Linked DNA regions of Zea mays: region 2 is linked to region 1. A link is a contact called in public HiChIP or PLAC-seq data. All regions are on one chromosome and are shown on one strand. The core of a region is the stretch at or near the end of the contact, and the rest is flanking DNA. Distances in the headings are between cores, read along the strand shown.

The links. HiChIP or PLAC-seq counts read pairs in DNA pulled down with a chosen protein or histone mark.
Region 2: a contact with region 1 is called in an H3K4me3 HiChIP or PLAC-seq map of leaf, with 4 times the contacts expected there. The contact joins the promoter of LOC103633102 here to the promoter of LOC103633099 in region 1. A contact is called at or near these places in 2 of 25 Hi-C or Micro-C datasets (ear and leaf) and 1 of 3 datasets of contacts at active chromatin or transcription factors (leaf).

The regions. Positions count from the first base shown.
Region 1 is chr7:150,014,293-150,022,206 of Zm-B73-REFERENCE-NAM-5.0, forward strand. LOC103633099 (ornithine decarboxylase) reads right to left here and starts at 4,319. Exons shown (of 2, transcript XM_008654778.3): 1 at 4,025-4,319; 2 at 2,247-3,777. The coding sequence starts at 4,176. The coding sequence ends at 2,466. It overlaps LOC103633098 (a long non-coding RNA gene), which reads left to right. Exons shown (of 9, transcript XR_002263685.2): 6 at 1-150; 7 at 216-958; 8 at 1,060-1,296; 9 at 1,385-1,916.
Region 2 is chr7:150,149,897-150,157,810 of Zm-B73-REFERENCE-NAM-5.0, forward strand. It overlaps LOC103633102 (putrescine hydroxycinnamoyltransferase 3), which reads left to right and starts at 4,260. Exons shown (of 1, transcript XM_008654781.2): 1 at 4,260-5,985. The coding sequence starts at 4,448. The coding sequence ends at 5,782.

The sequences.
Region 1 (7,914 bases), core at 3,069-5,568:
GATTCAATCACAAAAAATATTTAAGCATATGAATACTGAAATAATTGATTGGTTGTAGGCTGGGCAAAAGGTTCGTGAAGAAAGTGAAAGGCTGCGAGTCTGCGACAGCAGGAACGTGAGCAAATTGCAATGAAACGTAAGCGTGAAATGGTAAGTTCATGGCTTGTTTTCATCTGTTACAGTTACACGTTCCAATTGATATATTTACTTTGCAGGCATACAATCCTTGATGTTTTTTTAGATGCTTTGCCCTCGTGTCCCGGCTAAGGCAGAAGAAAAGTGGTTGGAGCTGTTGTACATTCAGTGGATTGAGCATCATATATGGTTGTCCAATTTCTTAAGGCAACTTTGCTGCTTTGCATCATTCTTCACTTTGACTTAGAAACAAGTATCGTTTCATGAAACAAGTATCATTTCATGTTATGTAAAGGAATTGTTCAGTTCTCTTTATCTTTCTTGTGATAAGTGCAGAGCATATTCCTTGGTTATGGATATGTGTATTGGGTAACTGGGCATTCACATTTTGTATTTGTTGTTGCAAGGTCCATATGGATAGTCCGGCTGATCTCGGTATCTCTGATAGGCTGTCTTTCATTGCTGAAAACTTTTGTGCCCGTTGTTATCTCTGATAGCCTGTTGTTCATTGCTTGATATTTGTTTCATATATTATCTTTGGTGTTTGTGTCTCCACATGAGTACAGGAGGCAAAATAATCATCCACTTTGAGCTCATTTTAATAAATCTTCTCAAGACATAAAAGTCTTGCGACTATATGCAACATTTCCTCTGCCTGGCAGTGCAAAGCTTGCTTGCTTATTTTTCTTCTGTTGTTTGATCATCTTCTATCTTCTGAAATCTCGTCTTTTTTTAGGCTAGCAGAGGACTTGGTCTCACAACACATATTATTGATCACTGCAAGCTGGTACTTAAACTTCCTGAAGGGACCAATAGCACCTAGGTCAGTATTCCTCCCATTTTTATGGTCAATGGATTCTATTCCTCATCCAGAATCATGAGTTAAATATTCATCTGAGATGATATTCTTGAGCTTTTTTGCAGTATAATGCTCAGTTCAAGATTTTTGAACCTCTAGAATACAAATATGATGTCTGTGAAACTATCTTATTGTGGGAACAGGTTAGTACATTCTTCTAGACTAACATGTTTGCTCTTGTTACTCGTGTTAATACTAATATGGTCGCAGTACCGCAACATGACAACTGTATTGACAAGGGAATACTTGGATGTGAGGCCGGATGGATGGTTGGATTATGCAGCTAAAAGGACCGCACAGCTGTAAGCTTAGGTTTTTTCTTCTTTTCTTTTAAAGTGAAATCAACCTCTCCACATTGGTACTAATTCTTTTGATTTTAAAATTTGGTAGTGGTGTTGATAAATGTTACAACCGCACTCTCTGTGATGAGCTTCTTAGCATTGTACTGCCTGCTAAACCCCCTTTCCATCCACGCCAGTTCGCGACATGTGCAGTTGTTGGTAACTTGGGAGATCTCTTGAAAACAGAGTGGTTTAATTTCAGCAGACAACGATCTGCATCTGTGGTACCCAGATCTGCATGCTCCAAGAGTGTTAGATAGCAGCAAAGTCTCTGACAAAAATGAACATCGGACAATGATCTGAACACACATCTTACAGAGGTGACGACATCGTCCTGGGGACTCTTTTTGTCAGTTCTCTTGGAGTGCTTGAATAAGAGCAGAAGAATAGTAGTTCAGTTCTCTCACATAACTCCCAACAGATGTATGTTCTGATCTTAGTTCTACTCGTTCTGTCCTGAAACCAGGACGGTGTTAGTTTTGGCGACAAATGATCTGGACTTCTTACTGAAACTAATCACTGAACATGTTCATAGAACAGGCAGTACATGGCTTCCTTTATACAGTTTGTGGTATTGAACAGTGGCAAATATGCTTGATCTTCCTGCTGATTCCAACACTTCTTTTATTTCTGTAACGCAGACCAACAGCTACATGGCTTTCTTCCTGCTGATTCCAACTCTGATTTTTTAGAAGAGCTTTGACATACCGAACCAGTCTATTTTATGGCGCGTACAGTCTATTTTATGGCGCGTACTATTGTCTACTTTGAATCGTTAAATAAAGTTTGTTAATGTATTCGACTAATGGAGGTAGGGCGCCGCGAAGCGCGCCTCCTTTTCTAGTGGGTTAAACTGTTAAAGGCAAGTAGGCAACAAAGCAACAGCCGATATTAATACTCGAGTACTAATGTTTACGTAAGTATTAGTTCTAAATTTCTAATTCAAACGATACAAATACTAGGGCTTCAAATCCTATTTCTGTAGCAGTGCTATATAGAACGACATACATTGAAAGAACACCTTATTTTTATATCGAAAGATAGATAATACAGGGTTGGGTCGATTATAGAATAAATAAAAAAAGAACATATCAATTAGTCCAGGCCCGACGTCGTGGAGACGTTCGCATTCAGCTGGAGTAGGCTACATAGATCTTTATATCTGACGTCGCGTAGCCGTTGAAGTTGGAGCCGGCTCCGGTAGTGTAGGCGCCCATGTCGTCGAAGACGAGCCAGTCGCCGACGCTCATCTCTGGCAGAAGGTACCCGGTGAGCACCGTGTCGAGGGAGTCGCACGTTGGGCCGAAGACCGTGGAAGTGTAGGTTTTATCGCCGGGGCGCGGGCTGGCGAGCGGCCTCGGGGTGGGCACGTAGTGGTCCATGATGATGCAGTTGAGCGAGCCGTAGAGGCCGTCGTCGATCCAGTACTCGCGCACCTCTCCGCGCGTGCGCTTCCCGATGACGCGCGCGGCGAGCGTGAACGCGGTCTCGGCGAAGTAGCGGCCGGGCTCGGCGATCACCTCGACGCACGGCAGGTCGCCGAAGTGGTGCGCGAGGGCGTCGTTGATGACGGCCGCGGCGTCGTCGAAAGTGGGGCCGGACACGAAGCCGCCGCCGATGTCGAGGACGCGCATGGGCGGCATCCCCAGGGCAGCGGCCGCGTCGAACGCGGCGCGCGCGGCCTGGATGGCCCCGCGGTAGACGTGGAGGTTGGACGCGCCGCTGCCGACGTGGAAGGAGACGCCGGCCACGCCGACCCCCGCGCGCTGGGCGGCGCGCAGGAGCGGCACGACCTCGTCGGGGTGCGCGCCGTACTTGGTCCCCAGGTCGACCCGGACGTCGCCGCCGTCGGGGCCCTTGAGGCGGAGCAGGAGCTCGCAGCCGGGGTGGCAGCGCCTGACCTTGGCCACCTCCTCCTCGGAGTCGTAGGTGGTGAGGTTGACGCCGACCTCCGCGGCGTACTCGAGGTGCGCCTCGGGCTTGCAGGGGTTGGCGTAGACGATGTCCCCGGGCCGGACGCCGAGCGCGAGCACGGCCTCGATCTCGGCGCGGCTGGCGCAGTCGAAGCCCGCGCCGAGCGCGGCGAGCGCGCCGAGCAGCGCCGGGTCCGGGTTGCACTTGACGGCGTAGCAGGGCCGCGCGTCCGGCAGCGCCCGGCGCCACGCCCTGAAGAGGTCGACGACCTTGGCCAGGTCGAAGACGTAGAAGGCGCTGCGCTGCGCCGGGCTGGACGCGAGGATGGAGTGGATGAGGCCGGAGACGGCGTCCTTGTCCTTGAGCGCGTCGCGCTTGAACGCGAGCACCTTCCTGTCCTTGACGCCGGGGGCCACCAGCACGGCCTGCAGGGGGCTGCTTCCAACCATGGTGATGACGAGACGATTGACGACGCGCGCGATAGATGAGCAGCGGGATCGAACTTGTTCGATGGAGAACTCGTGTTGACTGAAAACCAAGATATACAAGGGAAAAAAGGAGCACGTTATTATTAATAAACGATGACGATGTAAATGTTGCAGCTTCCTTCGTGTCTGGTAGTGTCATTATGCAGGGTCGATCACTCGCGTCTGGTAGATAGATAGATATAGATAGATAGATGGATAGATAGATAAGAAAAAATATATCTCGTGCATTTCAGACAGTTTGTGTTTTATTTGCCAGTTCATTCCATGTCTTTGCTCAACGAACTCACCGAGACGATGACCGATCCAACGGACCTGGCAAGTGATGCCAAGCAGGCCCTGAGGCGAGAAGGTCGTCTGGTGAGACGCGTCTCTTGGTGTGTGTGCGGGGTTGCTCGGCATGAGTCTGGCGCCATATATAGGAGTGCCCGCGGCTGGCCATGGGGGAGGTGCTCACGTTTCATCGGTGGAATCTGGAATGGGTTAGGTGGGCCGGAAGCCGGAGAGAGGCACCGCGGGAGGGCGATGTGGTTCGGTGTGGTGCCGGGGTGCGGCTGACCGGTCAGAATCGACCCCAGCGGGCCAGCAACAATGCACATGCACCATCATATAGGACGCGGCGCCCTGGCCTGCCGCGCGGCCAAAAAGCCACACAGGAAGAGCCGTAGAGGTAGGTGGAGACTGGAGAGGCTTGCAGCTGCTGACCTGAGGAGAGGGTGGTCGATTCGGTCCATTTGCAATTTGCTCGATGCGTCGATTCAAAGCATCTCCGCTAGAGAAAAATTCAATCCTCTTTTTCTATAACCACTGGTTAAGTGAATCTGATAAAAAAAAATGCTTAGCATATTAAAGAAAATACGAGGAAGCATATAATAAATTTTGGTTTTTGTTGACACAAAAAACGCGCCAACGTGGGGATTGAGCCATGCTAAGAAATTTCTAACATTACAAGGATGATCAAAAATATTTAGTGTGACAAACAGTGAAGGAAGATATCAACTAGACTAACGAAGTCGGCTCGACTAGCTAGTTAGCCAAGCTAGTTTAGGCCGGTTCATATGTGTAGGGGTAGAAAACCCTAAGGCCTCGGGCGCGCGAGTCAGTAGGAGCCAAGCCGACCCTAACGAACCGTGGCTAAGTCACCCAATCCCCCTGCCTCATCCGAGGGACAGACCAAGGCCTGACCTCCAGGGTCAGGCGAGGTGAAGACGGGAGGAGAGGGTCGACTAGGCTAGACAGAGCCTCATAAGACCGGACGATCGCCCCATACCTGCCTCCATTATTGTCCTAGTCGGCACAACGTGACAAAGGTAGGGACCACCCTTTTTCTCCGACCAAGCCCATGCTCCTTTGAATCTGAGACGATTGTAGTACCCATCATTGTACAAGAAACAGACGGAACCCTGACAAACGAGCTATGAGGTACAAGGGTCGACGAAATTGGAGGGTGCGAACGAAACTTCCATAGCGCCGGCCCATCCCGAAACTTGTAGGCCACACTATGCTACCAACTCTAGGGTGCCTTCCTCTCAAACTTAGGTACCCTCGAGGGTATGAAGCCCCATTCTCGCATAAGCAACACTGAGTATTCTGATCTAAAAGAACGATGACAATTACAATGGCAAGTGCAACGACAAGTACGACTCACAGTACCAGCGCATCGTGGGATCTCGTTGGCGGAAGGCCCCTTCTTTTTACCTTTTCATACTTTCCTTGTAAGAGGCTCATTCCTTCGGTTATAAAAAAGGAAGGGTCAGCCTTAACCAGAAGAGGGAGACAGAACACACACAACAAGACGACACAAGAAGTGACTTGAAAGCCCTTTCCCTCTCTCGCTTGCTTGTAAACCTCTGCTACGAGCAATCTGATGCCAATAGCACAAACCAACGAAAACTATGGTAGGGACATTCAACTTGAACCAGCATAACTCTTGGGTCCATCTCGCACACCATCCAGGCCTAGAACGTGCATCGCAAATTTACTCGTTGGTGCTTACTCGAAGCACCGGCAGTTGAGGTGCTAGGTAGGGGCTTTACGTGTTTTCGTCATCCTCCAAAGACACCAACTTAGAGCTCGTTTGGTAGGGCTTCAACTCTGGCTTTTCTATAGAAAAAAGGCAGAGTCCTGCCAAACATCATTTCTTAAAACGACTTACTGCAAAAGACACCTTAAAGCCAAAACCATTTTTGTACTACGCAGAAGAAGCCAGAAATAGTAGATTCACTGACTTTGGTCTGACTCTTCCGTTTTAATACATGGGGAATGACTCTGGCTCTAGGATAAGCTGCTTCTACCAAACGATTTGCGAAATGGCTTCAACTACTAAAAAACTGTTTTTAGAAAAAAGTTAGAGATAGAGCTGTTTTTTGGTAAACCAGAGACCTACCAAATGGACCCTTAGACTAGAGCTGCAACTTGGGTTGTGCCGTGCCGGCACGGCACGAGCACGCCGTGCTTCGGACCTAGGTTAGTCGGGCCAGGATAGCACGAAATAGGGTCGGATCGTGCTTTACTGGGCCAGATGGGTTGAAATAAGGCCCAGCACGGCCCTAAAGCATGACGGGCTTCTGTCGGACCGTGCTGGCCCACGCACGGCACTGCACGCACGCGACGCATCGGGCACATACCTCGCGGCGGAGTGCAGAGTCAGGAAGCCAGGACGCGGACGCAGAGCCGCAGCAGAGACGCAGACCCGCATGGCCGCATGCCCGCATGCTCTCTAGTCTCCTCGCAGAGGCACAGTCGCGCTCGCGCAGACCGCAGACCCGCATGCTCTCCTCAGCTGGGTGTGGACGCAGACCGCGGACCGCCGTGCACGCGCCATGGGCAGACCGCGGACGCTGCGGAGTGCAGGAAGCCTGGGCGGCTGGGCGTGCAGTGTGCTCTCCTCGACTCCTGACTCCTCCGACCTCCATGCTGCGTGCTCCGCTGAGAGGGCCGAGACGGACGAGGGAGCGAGATCCGAAATCCCAATGAATGGCGGTGGCCGGCGGATGAAACCTAATCGCGTGCGCCACTGCGCCGTGCTGTTTCCGTGCCGGGCCGGCACGAACACGGCCCACAGCGACGTGCCGGGCCTTGTAGCACGACAGACTGACATTTAGAGCACAGACCAGCCCGCGACTCGTGCCGTGCTAGCCCGAAATTAATTTAGCCGTGTCGGGCCGTGCTTTGTTTTATTTTTCATGGGCCATGCTCGGACCGGCTCATTAGACACGGCCCAGACTTTCACGACTACCTTAGACTCACGACTACCTTAGACGACTCCTAGTCCGGTGACGGATTGAGAATTTCAACTTTCAATGATCAAAATACAACACTTATGTCCTTCCAGGTTTCCCCTCAGGCCCAGATCATTCCTGGACACTTCCTTCTTCCAGTAGTCAAAGCTCAAAGGGGACAAAACAAACTAAACCCGTACGTCATGTCCAACAGGTTCTGGTGACATTTTACAGCTGTGTTATCTGCACGTTTTCTCTAGTAACAATACCAATATAATTTGGGCAATACCAATATAATTTATAAATTGTACGTCATGTGCCTAGCCTTCCTGGCTAGGAGGAGGAATGGATCATCCATTGGCCATTGCTACTACGACGTATCAGGTGACGACTTTGCTTCATTCCACATAGGCCTTGCTTGGGTTTATGCATGGAAATTTGGTCAAGTCTCATCAGTGCCACACCACGCACGCACATACCACATGTCCACACGCTGGTTGAGGACACACGTATATATTGGCTCACGCAAGCAAGCATATTTTTCTGCTAACTGCACTTCACTATGTAAAAAAACACATCACAGACACAGACGCAGGGCTTTTACCGCATCTTTCATATGGCGTCTGTGATCATGCGTCTGTCATAACTAATCATGATTTGGATCATTTTGCCACCATTTATATGTTTTCGCAAAACAAATTTATTTTCTTACTTCTAAGTCAAAACACCAATGATTGTAATGATTGCTACTTAAGAATGTCAACATTAAATTGCCGCACACAATTCCTCCGATAGAGGAATTAAAAAAGTGCGTATATTGTAAATGGCATGGTTCTTTTTTCATAATATCAATGATTGTAATGTCTTCCGTCGACAAATACAATCGGCTATAAATGAGGGCCGGTTGAGATTTTAAGAAATAAAGATTGACAGACAATATGTCCCTGTCGACACATTAG
Region 2 (7,914 bases), core at 3,010-5,509, 140 kb after region 1:
AAATGCTCCTGCGATTTGGTCGGTCGGCGCGACGATTTGGTCAGGGTTGCTTCTTGGCGAAGACAGGGCCTCGGGCGAGCCGGAAATACGTTAGCCGCTGGAGGGGGGCCTCAGGCGAGGCGGAGATCCTCCGGGGTCGGCTGCCCTTGTCCGAGGCTAGGCTCGGGCGAGGCGTGATCGAGTCCCTCGAATGGACCGATCCCTGACTTAATCGCACCCATCAGGCCTTTGCAGCTTTATGCTGATGGGGTTACCAGCTGAGAATTAGGAGCCTTGAGGATACCCCTAATTATGGTCCCCGACAATTTCCCTTTCACCTATCAAGTTCGTCGCCCCACCCACAAACTTAACCTATTAAGTTTTTCGAAAAAACGACTATGTTTGTCGGTAAATCGACGAACTTAACTTAAGTTTGTGAGTTTATTATATTAAGTTCGATGATTTTTTTACCCACATTCTTTAACCAGTTTCTTGTAGTGGGAGCGTAGATGTGGTTCGACAGGATTTTAATTAGGTGGACTGGTTAGGGCGATGGATATCATCTAGTCCATCACTCTAATAATAAATGGCGTGCACGCGTGTGCATGCATACGGATTTGTGCAGACAAAAGTTGCCACAACTCAAATTAAGGGTTTTAACTTATGATATGTCCAACACACAGTATGTGTGTGATATGTATTTTTTTATTATTCAAACATATATGAATGTGCAATATAAATGATAAAGCAAATATAAACAATTATTCATAGACTAGTTTTGGTGGACAAATATACGATAAAGACATCATTTGCATTCCTATGATCCTATCCTCCAAATATAGTCCCAAACAAAACATAGTCGACGGAGCGGGTCATATGTATCCCTACTTTAGTAAATTATTCTCATAGCCCATTATATGAATACATAGTCGATTTGCAAATCGTCAGTACATGTCTTCGTCAACGTGCTTTATGTCTTGATTGACATTTGTGGTTCTTGGCGGATCAACGCCGACAGCTAGCTAGTGTTTTCGCGCTCAATATCGTACTACGTATTATATTGACATAGCAAATCGCATTTGGATGTGGGATGTCATACAGAGTTGTTCATGCGAAGAAAGTGGGAAAAGGTTCGTGGCTGCGACCGCGACTTCTGGTCGGTATCGGCTTTTGTTTTCGAATGATATCGCTGTTTTTTTGCGGCCGCGAGGCAGGAACACCTGGCAAAGCTATTTCCTGTTACTTTAAGTTTTGAGCTTCCTGTGGTCAAGTTGGACTCCACGACCTCATCATGCCATGCTTTATCTGAAATCCTGCGAGACGAATCATTCTAGCTACTACTTCCGTTACAAAAAAAAAAGGATGAAATACTAGATTTGGATTAAGTCAATATGCCAATGTTTACATAAAATATTATCAAAATGTATAACTAAATAGGTGTACAGTACATAAAAATGTAGTTCATGATTAATTATCATTACCGGAATCTGTCTTTTTGATAATTATCAATCTCTTTGTTGAGTGCAATTTATCGGACACTCGACAAAACACGTGTCACTCTTGGTGCACAATGACACTCGGCACATACACCCTTTGCCGAACGCCAAACACTCGGCATACACCGACGCTCGGCAAAGGAGTCTTTGCCGAGCATCAAGCTCTCGGTGACACGTGACCTTCGGCAAACACTACCGGACTGGAGTACTGGACTGTCATTCTTTGCCGAGTGTCCCAAACATTTGGCAAAGGCTCTGTCAAGTGTTACACTCGGCAAATATTTTAACGACAAATGGTTCTTTGTTGAGTATTTTTTGTCACTCGACAAAAAAGCACTCGACAAATTTGAAATCACAAAAAATATAAAAAACAACAAAACATTTTTTAATTAGCGGAACAACCTATTGCCTTACACATTGTACTATCATTTTCACCATTTTTTGAAATGAATTCACGTGTTTTTGTGACAGGTGGTGAGATTCAAACTCGCAACTGCTGTCTCACGCTCAACCTTCTCTACCACTACCCCACTATATCACTTGTGTCTATATTACGTTTTCCTTCCCATGTATTATAACAAACCAAAAGTAAATTGATTATTTGAAGCACTAAATAAATTTAAATGAAGATGTTGTCAACTATAAAGTAGCAATAGTATAATATCCGTGCGTTGCAACGGTACACAATTGCATTTCATGATATTGGTTGGGAAGGGCAAGGTCGTACTCGCAATGCAATTAATGGTTGAGCGAAGTACACTCCAAAAAATACCAATAATATAAATTTCATATCAAAGTGAGCATATTGATTGTCTATAGACCAGATATTAAATTAGAGGAACTTGAGGTGTAGTCGGCTTCGCTGTCGTGCCGTCAATAGGGTCCTAGCACAGTACTTGCTCTTTCGAGGCTAAGTGCCGAGGTTCTTTTCGTGTTGCTTTTGTTAGTCACCCTTCCTGTGGGGAGAAGTACTGTGTTTATCAAACTGGAGAAACATAACGGACGACTATGATCTCTGTGGAATCTTTGTAAAGGCTACGTAGTGATACCCTGCCGGATCATCTAGGTAGTTATGAGCAGCCTTGGGAGCTTCTTTGATTAGAGTTACTATGGATACACTTATGATGATGTTGAATGATGATGATTATAACTATGGATTATGATATTTTCTCTTGGTGGGAGTACTTTTGGGTTAATAACTTGGGATTAATGCTAAAACTTGGCTCTCTACTAGTGGTAAATACCTGACCAACTAAAAGCAACTGCTTTAAGATTAACCCGACATATAGCTAGTCCACTTTAGCCAAATGAGACATTTGCTGAGTACGTTGATGTGTACTCACACTTGCTGTAAAACACCAAAACCCCAGGTTGTCCCCATTGCAACCAGTGCTCAAGAGAAGATGAAGGCAACATGGACTTTCAGGAGTTTCAGGACTTCGACGATTTCTAGATTAGATTAGTGGCAAACCCCCAATCAGCTGCCTGTGAAGGCCTTACCGTACTGTGTTTCGTTTAACGCTTTGATGATTGTTTAACTTAATGACTCTGTGGATATCTTGGACATCGTGATGTAATAAAGCACTTATTTCCGCTATTATTTTTAGCAATGTATGATGATGTCCAATTATGTAATCGATGTGTACGTGAATTTTTTTTTATCCTGACACGTACATGGTTCGCATTCGGTTTACCTTCTAAAACCAGGTGTGACAACGCGCTTGTTCGATTCCAGCAGGATAACCGGGACATGTTTATAGGGAGCTAGCCGAGCACAAGTTGAAATTCTATCCTCAGGCGAAGCCGATTCGGCAGAAATTGTGTCGACCCCTAGCAAGAGAGAAGCAATCCGAGCAGAGTTGGCTCGGCTAGTAGCTGCAGGGTTCATTAGAGAGGTTATGCACCCCGAGTATGTGGCATGCAAATCATGTTTTTATACTAAAAAAGAATAATGTAGGCCGACGCATGTGCCAAATCAATCTATTATCACTGCCTTTACATTCTTGCCTTAGGAGTAGCAGGTAGTCATCCTCATCCTCAATCTTCACCTCCCCTCAACTCTACGTTGTTTAGAAGCGTATGATCCGGACCCAAGACAACCCTATGATCTTTCCTCCTGATGGGATCCCTCCCCGAGGGCGAGATCCAGGTTCTGTAAGAGCTCATCGCTTTCTCCCCACACATCGTGGACGGTCCGGTGACCTACCGCGGATGGTCCATCGCCTCACAGAGAGGTTCCTCAAGGTGGTCTCGTTCCTCGTGAACGGGATCTAGAGATAGTAAGTGCTTGGCCCGAAAGGGTGCCAACACAAGTTCTATGTAGCATTAGCAACTGAATATATGTAAAAGTTATAGCAGTACAAAAATGATGAGAACCAAATATAGGAACATGCCAATATGCCGTCCGCTAGAGCTCTTTTTACTGTTCAGCGCGGGGACTTCAAAACTGTTGAACGCACATGCCACATGGATGCATGCATGCAGTGTGCTGAAAGGGTAAGTGACAATACATCCATGCAGTCAAACTCGTCGTGTGCCCGTTCTCGGCATCTAGTTAGCACTTAGCACTTGCAGTAGTCGTTGTAGCTAGTAGGACTTCTACATCTAGCACGGTTGGTTGTTAGAATCCTTGGAACAGTCAAACACAAAAGTTAATAACGATGGAGAAGCGCGGCGGCCGGTTCAAAGTTTACGCGAGGAAGCCAATCACTCCCACCAACCATTTCTTAGCCCCCGCGCGCTTCGTACGTACTCCTATATAAACCGCACGGCACGAGTGCATCAGAACGTACACCCCAAGGCGCCAAAGCAAAGCAAGGAAAAGGAAAGCAACAAGGAGGACTCACGCAGTACGCGCGAGACCTCGAGCTCAAGTCCTTGCTTATCTTTCTTGCTGCAAATAGCTTGAAGTCGATCCGCGAAAGGACGACCGCACCAGCTAGCATTCGTTACCTTCATCAGCTTCGACAGCAATGGAGGTTAAGGTGCTGAGCTCCAAGCTCGTCAAGCCCGCTTACAATGCCGGTGCGGGCCCAGCGCCGGCGGTCAGTGCGGATGAGTACACCCCCCTGACCATCTTCGACGTGGTCACGTACAAGATGCAGATGGCCATCATCTACGCCTTCCCGCCGCCGGCCCCATCGACGGCGGCCATCGAGAACGGCCTGGCCGCGGTGCTGGCCGAGTACCGCGCATTCGCGGGGCAGCTGGGCGTGGCCCCAGACGGCACGCCCGCGGTGCTGCTCAACGACCGCGGCGCGCGCCTCGTGGAGGCGGCCGTGGACGCGGACCTCGTGGACATGGCGCCCGCCAAGCCCACCCCGGAGCTGCTCCGGCTGCACCCGGACCTGGAGGAGGAGGAGCTCCAGGAGGTGGTGCTCCTGCAGCTGACCCGGTTCCGGTGCGGCTCACTCGCCGTCGGGTTCACGTCCAACCACGTCGTGGCCGACGGCCACGCCACCAGCAACTTCCTCGTGGCGTGGGGGCGCGCCACCAGGGGCCTCCCGACGGGCCTGCCCCCCGTGCCCCGCCAGGCGGGGCTCTTCAAGCCGCGCCCTTCGCCCCGCGTCGACTTCGACCACCGCAGCAGGGAGTGGTACCTGCCGTCGCCCGCCGAGACCGAGAAGCAGCACGGCCACGGCCGCGAGGGCGCGGCGGCGGCGGAGAGCATCGTGATCCAGAAGGCGCATTTCACCAAGGACTTCATCGCGCGGCTCCGCGCCAAGGCATCGGAAGGCCGCGGCCGCCCGTTCAGCCGGTTCGAGACCGTCCTGGCCCACCTGTGGCGCGCCATGACGCGCGCCCGCGGGCTGAGCCCCGACGAGACCTCGCAGATCCGGCTGTCCGTGGACGGGCGCCACCGCCTCGGCCTCCCCGCCGAGTACTTCGGCAACCTGGTCCTCTGGGCGTTCCCGACCGCCACGGTGGCGGACCTGCTGGGGCGGCCGCTGAAGCACGCGGCGCAGGTGATCCACGACGAGGTGGCGAGCGTCGACGGCAGCTACTTCAGGTCGTTCATCGACTTCGCGACGTCCGGCGCCGCGGAGAGGGAGGGGCTGGCGCCCAGCGCCGTCTGCAAGGACGTCCTGTGCCCGAACGTGGAGGTGGACAGCTGGCTCACCTTCCCGTTCTACGAGCTGGACTTCGGCACGGGCAGCCCGACCTACTTCATGCCGTCCTACTTCCCCACGGAGGGGATGCTGTTCCTCGTGCCGTCCTACATCGGCGATGGCAGCGTCGACGCATTCGTGCCCGTCTTCCAGCAAAACCTCGAGGCGTTCAAGGAGTGCTGCTACGCCATGGACTAGGATCGGGCTGCAGGCGTCGTAGCGGAGGCAGGAGGGGAAGGGAATGCTTGCATATCCCGATCGCCCGTAGGTTGAACCGTCGGATCAAGGACGTGTCTAATTAAGCGAGTGTTTCATTGAGTTTTGGGAGATTAAATTTATGATTCAATTTAATTATGAGGTTAATCAATAATAATGACAATAATCAGTCTGTTCATTTTTAATCCGTACCGGCTTCTACTACTTTACCTGATTTAATCCGAAACCAACAGTCTGTGTGTTAACCCCTGACTCTCTGTCTGCTATCCATGCATCCGGCAGGATTCCACCACCATATACAAATAGTTCTTTTCAGCTTAATCACTGGCTGATTGTATGTGTAGACCAATATTCCGTAAACCACTCATCACTCCATATAATAACCATATATTTCTTTCATCTAGATCTAAGGCCCTGTTTGTTTCAACTTATAGATTATATAATCTAAATTATAATCTAGATTATATAATCTGGATTATTTGCTCTGGATTAAATAAGCTAGGTGCTGTTGTTTGTTAGCTCAGATTATTTAGACTTGGCTTATTATTCATATGCATGCAAATACAATAATACCCTTAGCTGTTTTACTTGTCTGGTGGGTGAGAACACTTATGGGCAGGTGGATGGCAATTGGAAGTAATTTTAATCAACTTGCCATGGGTAGTGAGTCTTTCATAAAAAATAAACTAAAATAAGCACCCTTTGATGAGCTTATAAGATTATCATAATCTCAAGTGCTAGATTATATAATCTTATCAGATAAGTTGCTTGTTTGTTTCCTCTCTAACTTATTTATATTGGATTATATAATCTACATAGATTATAATCTCAAACAAACATGGCCTAAGTCCATTGTATTTTTGCACGCAGTGTCTACGTACGCCACGGTGTGCTAGTATATATATAGTAGCCACACATAGGCGGCTAACCGCGAACCACCACCTTCACACATGTGATTAGCTATAGTCTGGTTAAAGTTCATTCAATATACAAGCCATATAAATAGATATAGGGTAGGTTTGTTAAATTTACAGGATCAACAAAGCTTGAAAACAGTAGTGGCTGGTTTGGGACATATTTTCTCAGTGTTTCAGCAACTGCGGGCCTGATCAGTGTGGCCTCACTAGTATTCACTAGCGCATTCGTTAGTTTAAAATGGTGTACATCTTGCATTTAACATTGCGTTGTTCCACAATTTGGGAGGCTTTCCTTTGTTCAGTCATGGTGGTTGTATAGTCATATCCTTTCGTATGATCAAGATAGAGGACAGACCAAAGCGTGGTGGTCTTTGAGGTGTGTTGTTGACGTCCTGGTATGCCCTACGACAGTGATTACGTACTGTTGCACCACACCAGCAGCATTGTTGCAGCATATATAGCAGTCATACTTACGATGATCCAACATTCTCCACCTTAATCACACAAGCCTTACTATCATAAATTCATTTATCAGTAAAATAACAAGTCAAGACATAGAATTACAATAGCCAATTAAGTACCATTGAACCCTGATGAGTATAGTACATCATTCCATTTCAAATTGAACTTTTTTTACATTATGGGAGAATGCTACACATATGTCACTTTATTTCAAAATCAGAGGACAAAGTAGCTCGTCCTCGATGACAAGCAGCTCGTCCTCGAGCTGCAGCATGACGGGTGCCCAAAGAGCAACTTAACTTGACCCAAAACTAAACATTTAGAAGACAAGTTTTTTACATCTCGACTTTTTTTGTTTCGAATCTGATTTTTTACCCCATAAGATAAGCTAGGCGGTCACCCTCCACAAATTGGACTTGCACGTGTGCAACCACCTAGATCCTATGGACGCCATAGGAGCACATGGATGGCCACATGGAGTACGTCGCAACAATCACCAGTGGAGACACCTTCGTGGCGGTCGGTAACGAAATGTGGTGGCACTAAGCATTGCGCCTTTGCCGATGACGAGGGGAGCGCCTTCCATACCGTCGTTGTCGTAGAGTTGAAGTTCGTCGCACGCGAGACACGCACTATATATGCTCGCACTTGGAGACAGCGGCCCGAGCGACAGGGTGAGTTCGCACTGAAAGGGAAATGTGCCCTTGGGCCATTTCTAAGTATTTTGGTGATTTA